Regions from separate parts of the Mus musculus genome. Here region 1 is linked to region 2. The links are chromatin contacts, called in public Hi-C maps. All regions are on one chromosome and are shown on one strand. The core of a region is the stretch at or near the end of the contact, and the rest is flanking DNA. Distances in the headings are between cores, read along the strand shown. Region 1 overlaps Man1a (mannosidase 1, alpha). Region 2 overlaps Man1a (mannosidase 1, alpha).

What was found. A called contact is a pair of places that touch in the nucleus more often than the background predicts.
Region 1: a Hi-C map of bone marrow-derived macrophages shows a contact between it and region 2, with 29 read pairs. The contact joins two enhancer-like sites. A contact is called at or near these places in 1 of 15 datasets of contacts at CTCF or cohesin (large pre-B cells), 14 of 484 Hi-C or Micro-C datasets (the AML12 cell line, B cells, bone marrow-derived macrophages and 8 more) and 2 of 115 datasets of contacts at active chromatin or transcription factors (memory CD8 T cells and neural progenitor cells).

Annotation. Positions count from the first base shown.
Region 1 is chr10:54,057,766-54,061,745 of GRCm38.p6, reverse strand. All of the region lies in intron 2 of Man1a (mannosidase 1, alpha), which reads left to right. Among named protein-coding and RNA genes, the nearest start is that of Man1a, 16 kb to the left of the region's middle. Within about 2 kb of position 2,390, at least 61 of the 459 cell types and tissues checked have an H3K27ac peak or open chromatin away from gene starts, as enhancers often do. A contact at or near this core is called in bone marrow-derived macrophages and liver, where this site is marked.
Region 2 is chr10:53,926,113-53,930,049 of GRCm38.p6, reverse strand. All of the region lies in intron 8 of Man1a (mannosidase 1, alpha), which reads left to right. Among named protein-coding and RNA genes, the nearest start is that of Man1a, 150 kb to the left of the region's middle. Within about 2 kb of position 2,004, at least 46 of the 459 cell types and tissues checked have an H3K27ac peak or open chromatin away from gene starts, as enhancers often do. A contact at or near this core is called in bone marrow-derived macrophages and liver, where this site is marked.

The DNA.
Region 1 (3,980 bases), core at 1,141-3,640, 130 kb before region 2:
CATCTTTATTGCTCGATCAAGAACCAGTTGGGGAACAGGATCTTCACTACCCCTTACACACACACACACACACACACACACACACACATCCATAAACACATGCACACACACAGACACATGCACACACACAGTCAGACATATAGACACATGCACATATCCATACACGCATAGACAAGCACATGTACACACACGCATAGACAAGCACATGCACACACATACAAGTACACACATACATTGACACACATATACATGTATACACATATAAGCACAGGTGCACACACATAGACACATGGACATACACATGCACAAGTACACACACATAGACACATGGACATACACATGTACACACAGACACACATAGACACACACATACCCCCCCACACACACAGAGTACACACACACATTTACATACACGTACATACACAGACACATGCACACACTCACATACATATACACATAGACTCATGCACACACACATACACAAACACACGTACATTGCCAAGCACATGTACACACATACAGAAGTACACACACACATATCGACATGCACATACACAGACACATGCACACACTCACATACATATACACATAGGTACACACATACACAGACACACACCCCTATTTAGTAAGTAAGTTGAAAGCAGGAAGCTATTTACAGGATATAAATGCAGGCTTTTGCTACAGTGTTACTGTTGTCAGAAATCTTGGATTTTTCCCTTCCCACTTTTACTTTAGTTGCCCTTGCTCAAACCCTTGCTTGCCATGGCAAGAAGAAGGCACCGCTTGCCTTGCTTTAGTCGCTGTTCTACAGAAATGATGTTCATCCTCAGGGAAACCACAGAGGATGCTAAACTGAACAGTTTTCATTCGTTCATCAGGGTTGAGTCAACTCTGGCTCCTTGGGCTGGTGTTCATATCTGGAGGAGAAGGCTGGGAGAAGGGTGAATCTGGATGAGACTGGATGAGCAGCGCTGGAAGAAATATTTTGTGAACTGAAACGCTGAGAGTGTTTCAGCTATGTGCATAAATTTAGCTCACTAATTAGGTCTGTGTGCTTTCAGTTTAGGGCGTATCTACAACCTTCATGATAACACATGTTGGTTATTAGTGTGGCTACAGCTTCAGCCACGTTGGCAGCAGAGGTTTCTCATACATTTCAAATGGGAATTGAAGAGTGAAATGTAATCCTGCATTGATCATTTGCTTAACTTTAATCTGCTCACAATTGACCTTGTAGTTTGTGCCCAACAGACTGGATTTAAAAACAGGGCATCAACTAATACTCTCAAAGATTACTTCTTAGCATTATACTCTTATTAAAGACTTTCTGAAGAGCACTAAACTTCTTTTCATCGTGACATAGGAAGGAACATATACGTGTTCTTCAGACTCACTCTAAAATAGCAGAGCTTTTGAACCTGTGGCATCATTTTTTTTTATTTTTAAAACTATTTCATATGAAAACTCCAAGCAGAAAATTTTTAAATATTAAAATTGACACAAGAAATTAAAAGGTCTTCTTTGCTGGTGATGACTGTATTTGCTCTAGTCTTTTCATAAATGTATATATGATCCCTCCACCCTGAATGAATATTTTTGCAGGCTTAGAGTTTTGAATGTCTCTGCTCAGGAGTAAGGGGAAGAATAAAAGCTGAAGTGAAAGTATCTCTCAAAGTTCCCTGTCCTTTGATAGTGCTGGGTTTCTTAAGGAGACAGTGTTGAATCTGCGATGCAGCCTAGTAAAATTAAATGAGAGATGATGGTTTGGAAAGGCTCACACAGGGGAGGAGCAGCGCTGTGCCGTCTTTCCCTTCATGCTTCTCTAAAAGCAGTGTACAAAGATGTCCTTGCTTACACGACTGAAAATCTGCGACTTCACTTCTGTGGTTAGAGTTCTCCACCCACCTGCGATATGGAGAATTACACTATAGGCTTCCCAAGGAAAATCTTAGAGTCTGAGGTTCATAAGGATTTCTTTAAGGACTGGCAATGAACTTTCCAAACTGGCATACCAGGGATTGGTTTAAGTTAACAAGCTGAAGGCTCTCCATTAGGGGAGCCACTCTGGATGGTTGTATTCCTTAAAAGTTTTCACTGGATCTCCTGCTTTTTACAGATGTAAAGAGATTAAGGGTTTTACGGCCAAATATGGGACAAATGGTCAGATATTAGTTTTTGTTTTACCCATCACATTTTTCCCAGGCTGTTCATCGCCTCCCATCCTTCTGCAAACCTCTTAGAGAGAGGAGACACAATGGCTGGCTGGAACGTCTGTGCCAGAAGAGGCAGGGATGAGATTAGGCACTTCACCCTGTCAGACCTCTAGTCCCCTTAACAATGAAGGCCCAGCCCCAGTTCTCAGCAGCAGACAAGCAGTGCTTCCCTTCCAGGAAGCCAGAGAGGGGAATTCCTGACATGAGATTTGTACAAAGACAGATCACCATTCCCTTGACCTGCAGGGCACTCGTGGTGCTTTAGAATTCCAGAGGGAGTAAAGCTGTCAAGGTACATGATTGGTTAGCATAGCTGTCAGCCTTTCCCATGGACTTGCTCGAAGGCCATTTCAGGAAGCAGTGCCTTTGATTGATTCCAGGTCTGATGCATCACCATACTGTGTGTGGTATTTCCCAAAACACTGGGGGATTTGGGCAGATGGAATGCTCACAGGCTGGGTGAGGCAGGAAAACAAACCTGTCAGGTAGGGAAGGCTCTTGTGTCTACCTTCGGGGAAGCCTATGTCCTGCACTCCATTCTGAAGTATTTCACAAATCCTTGGGGACACCGAGTACACTAGAGTATCTATGTGTGTTTCCTGCATTCTAAAATTTCCTCATTGTTATATAACAGGAATCCAAGTTTGATTGATTGATTGATTGATGATTGATTTTTGAGATAAGGTTTCACATAGTCCAGGCTGACCTCACAATTAGTATTTAGCCAAAGATAAGCCTGAATTTCTGGTGCTCCCTCCTGCTTCCATTTCCCAAGACCTATCATTCTGGTATGTGCTACCACACCCGATTTGCTCCATGCTGGGGTTTGAACCAAAGGTTTTGTTCATGTTGGGCCTGCACTCCACCAACTGAGCTACACTCCTCCCTCTACACAGTCCTCTCTTTTAAACTTTATTTTAATTTGAAGTAGAATTGTGTCACTTTCTCTCCTCCCTGTCCTTCCACTACCCTCTTTTGGCTACTTCCCTTAAGCGGGTAGAATGGGGGTGCTGTTCTGGTTTTCTTAACTGGTATTCTGTGTAGTATGATCTATATATAGTTAAACACTTAGTGTGTAGATGCTAAATCTCATCTTTGCACAGATTTGTTTCCTTTATTTTGTGTCTGAGAAGGGAGAGGGGAGGTCAGACATGGAGGGATAGCACTCTCTCCAGTCACACTTAAATTACAAAAGCAAAACCTATGTTAAGCATCTCTGGAGCGTAACAGCTTGCTCAACCTTAAAAGTGTGAATATATACATATATACACATATATACACACATATATACACATATAATCGAGGATAAAATATGCATAATATATTATGGATATGTAATATGTAGGATATGTAACATGCAATATTGCATATATCACATATATTGCATATATAACATGTAATATATATTACACATACACAATATGCATAATACATATGATGTGTTATATACAATCAATATTATTACATACTATAGGTGAATATATATGTGTAAAAAGTATTATATATATTATACCTTAATGATATGTTTCTAGTGTGTGTTTCTTTGGGTTCCATCCCTAGTACTTGTAGAGAAGCCACAGCAAAGACCATGTTTGATTCCTCTTAAGAGACGTGCACAGACATTACAGCACTTTTCAAAATGTGTATAATAAGCAATATAGTAATTATTGTGCTCAATTCTTTTTGTTTGTATGTTTAATAAGTCAGACTAGGAATCACTGCCATTACTCCTACACACATTGAGGATTAGCACTTCACATAAGCCAC
Region 2 (3,937 bases), core at 755-3,254:
TCTTTCTCTCCGGATGAACAGTGTGGGTTATTTCTACCCACAGTCCCCTTCCTGATGCTCCTGCATATCCTTCTTCCTAGGTATTCAGAGCTTTAAAGGTTGGTAAACATGCCATGGGTGTGTCTGCTAACCCAGAACACAGTACTTTGTACTAACTCAATGACTGTTTACTTGAATGTTTTCTGTACTGGGGTATGTTACATCTGACCTTTCATTCTCTCAGCAATAGTTCTATTTACCCTTCTGTAAAAGTTGTCCTTGCTGCTTCTTAGCTAAAGAGCATCCTAGCCTAGCCATGGGAGAGAAATTGGCTTTGTGATCATTGCAGCTAGACATGAGCTGCCTTGAGAGAGAGAGAGAGAGAGAGAGAGAGAGAGAGAAAGAGAGAGAGAGAGAGCGTGTGTGTGTGTGTGTGTGTTGAGTCACTAGTAGCACTAAAACAATGCTGTGGACAGATAAATTCAGATTCATATGAAAGTTATTAAAATTAAGGGAAAATGATCATTTTGATCCCGTGTTTTGTTTTGTTTACTATTTTGTTGTCATTTTGTTTTGTTTTTCTCTCCAGACATTATATTAGAAATCTTTGTATGGGATCTATTTTTACCAAGAATAAAAATCATAATTTACCCCCCTAGAGAAGAACATAAAATTTGAGTGACTATTCATTTAGAACTGTTAGGCATGAAAATACCAAATTTTTGCTTATCTGGAGCTGGTGGTCATGTCCTTCTGAAAAAAAAAAAAATCTTCTCCCCTATGCCTACTAAGAAGTTACACAGAGAACTCTGTCACTACACAAACTATCACCCAGACCCAGGAAAGCTCAATGAATAAGATACTAAATTATCAAAAGCATGGTGCGCCGCATTGTTCCTTTACTTTGATTTTTGATAACCAGAAAAATGTTTACGTTAACTAACACCAAAATTAAATGAAACAAATATATTGTTATATAACCCTTTTTTCTTTAAAATACTCCCGTGTGCCCAAGCTTGTTCTTCCCTCACTGTGGACTCATAACCCAGAGGGGGCAATGCCCAACCTCTCCACACTGTTCGTTCTCCTCTGTCGTTGTTCTGACTCCGAAGGGCATGTCTGGATCGGGGCCATCATTCCCCATAACTTCATTCGGCCCTTGTTATTTTGACAGTAACTGGACAGGGATTTGCTTCGCCATGCATCACTTGCGTTTGTCTCCTACAGCCATGCTTACAACAGCAGGTCTCATTATTGATGAGACCCGACTTAGTCTATTTACTTTGTAAATGTCAGAGGTTTCTGCGGTAATTCACTTAGGAAACTGGAAAGGTCATGTGCTGCTATTTTAAGAAATCAGACCTACCACTTTAAAAACATTTTTCCCTAAAATTGAATTCACATGATTCTGGACTATTCATAATAAGGAAATTGCATATTTAAATACGTAAGATCGGGCTCTGCTAGTTGGAATAGGTCCCGATTAACATTGATATCACTTAGTTTTGAGGGAAAGAGGCTTGTCAGGGCCCAGTGTGGAACATAAGGACCTATCTCTGCCCTTGTGGATCATGACTTGGTGATGAGGCAAAGGCCTGCTGTCCAAAAACTTTTGAAGGGAGGGGCAGACCTTCAAGGTTTTCACAGAAGATCTGTGTGTGATCCTTGATATCAAGTATGTCCTTTTCATTTGTGAAAATAAGGTGTACAGAAGCCCCAAGGAAGATGGACACTGATACTTTTGAGGACTGAAATATGAAACGTGAGCAGAGACCAAGTGACCAATGGCACGGAGAAAACTGAGACATAAAGGTCCTTCCTGGTTCCAAAAGAGGCAGGCTCTAAGGGCTTCGAGTCAGTGGTGACCAGATTCTCCTGTGAAGGGGCCGGATGCCAAGAGTGTAGAGAGAGGTTGATTGTCACCAGAGCATCTTGCAATGAAGAACATGCTGACTTCCTTGTCTGGAACAGTGGGCAGGAAGGACTGCATGGAGCTGACCAAGCACTGTGACAATTGAGGAAGTGACCTTGCTATTGAATTTTACTAAAATTCAGTAGAAATAGTGTGACCCCGTGAGAGTGAAGGCAGGGAATGGGATAAGTGGCCACTGCAGCAGCGACAAGCAGGAGCTGCTCTGCATCCTTTCTGTTGCTGTGATAAAACACTGACCCAAAAGTAACTCATGCTAGCTGGCTCACTCCAGGCTTGAACTTCCTGGAATTTTCTTAAACAGCCGATCACCACCTGTCTGGGTGGTACAGCCCACAATGGGCTGAGTGCTCCTACTAATAAAGAAAGCAGCCTTCCCCAGAATGCCCATAGGTCAATCTGAGCCAGTCTGTCTCTTATTTGGGAGTTGTTTCTAGGTGACTATACGCTGTGTCAAGCTGTCAGTTAAGGCTACCTAGGACAGAACTGGTGATGGCTTGAGCCAGGATCACAGCAGTAAGGGCAGAGAGGAAGCGGAGGGAGGCTTCAAAGACACATGGGAAGTACAGCGTGCACAGTTCCAGAGCTCACTGCTTGTGGGAAGGAGAATCAGAAAATATACTTTTTAAATAGCCATTTAATGGCTCTTGCTCTACTCTGTGTGTGTGTGTGTGTGTGTGTGTGTGTGTGTGTGTGTGTGTGTGTGTATGTTGCTAGGAAATTGAACCCAGAGCCTTAGCATTAGCTACACGAGTGTCCTGTCCTGAGCTACATTCCCAACCTCAATGACCCCTGAATTCCAGTGTCTGTAGATAGGTGAGTGGAAATTTGACGAGGATTTGAAGTTTGAGGAAGGAAGGAAGGAAGGGAGGGAGGGAGGGAGGGAGGGAGGGAGGGAGGGAGGGAGGGAGGGGAGAAAACAGAGAGAGAAAGAGAGAGACAGAGAGAGAATGAAAGAGAGAGAAGAAAGAAAGAAAGAAAGAAAGAAAGAAAGAAAGAAAGAAAGAAAGAAAGAAAGAAAGAAAGAAAGAAAGGGAGGAAGGAAGGAAGGAAGGAAGGAAGGAAGGAAGGAAGGAAGGAAGAAAGAAAGAAAGAAAGAAAGAAAGAAAGAAAGAAAGAAAGAAAGAAAGAAAGAAAGAAAGAAAGAAAGAAAGAAAGAAAGGGAGAGAGAGAGAAAGAGGAAAATAATTTATTTTCAACACCCATGTAGATTCAAACTGAAGTTGTTGGCTAGGCAGCAGAATAGTCCTTTATAGCTAGAGATAAACTAATACACTCCTGGATAACCAAGTCAAAAAATTCTCACTTCATTTCAGATTTAGCTCTGTGTTATGAAACTTTGAAAGACCATTTTCTTAATAGACAAGTTCTCTCAGTTCTGGGCATGGTGTTTCACATCAATTGTGCTTTTGGTTTGGAAGCAGTGTGCTTAAAAAATGAAGATTCATTCAACTTCCAGTTGGTGTTTTATGACAAAAGGAAAGCATCCATATGTTGGGCTCAATGTGGGCTGTAGGGTTCAATGGCTCTCAGCCACTCTGTGCTCTCTCCTAGCTTCTGTGGCCATCTTCTTGCTGTAAAGATGTGGAAACCTGGCTGCAGGTGCATGCAGATAGGTGATCTTTGCCTTAGATCAAGCATAATCAATAGTCCAGGGCAGGTGAGGTGTACTGTGGAATTGAAGTGTGAGAAGACAGTCAAAGAGCTCTGCTTTCTTCCTTCCCTTTGGTTTTTCAAGACAGGGTTTCTCTGTGTAATAACTTTGGCTGTCCCAGAACTCACTCCAGGCTGGCCTTGAACTCCCAATGCCCACCTGCCTCTGCCTCCCAAGTGATGGGATTAAAGGCATGTACCATCACTCCCTGACTGCTCTTTTTTTGGGGGGGAGGGGGGACTACTTATTTTTGTTTTATGTTCATTGGTGGTTTTGCCTGCATGTATGTCTATGTGAAGGTGTCAAATCACCTGGAGCTGGATTAGACACTTGTGAGCTGCCATGTGGGTGCTGGGAATTGAACTAGTGTCCTC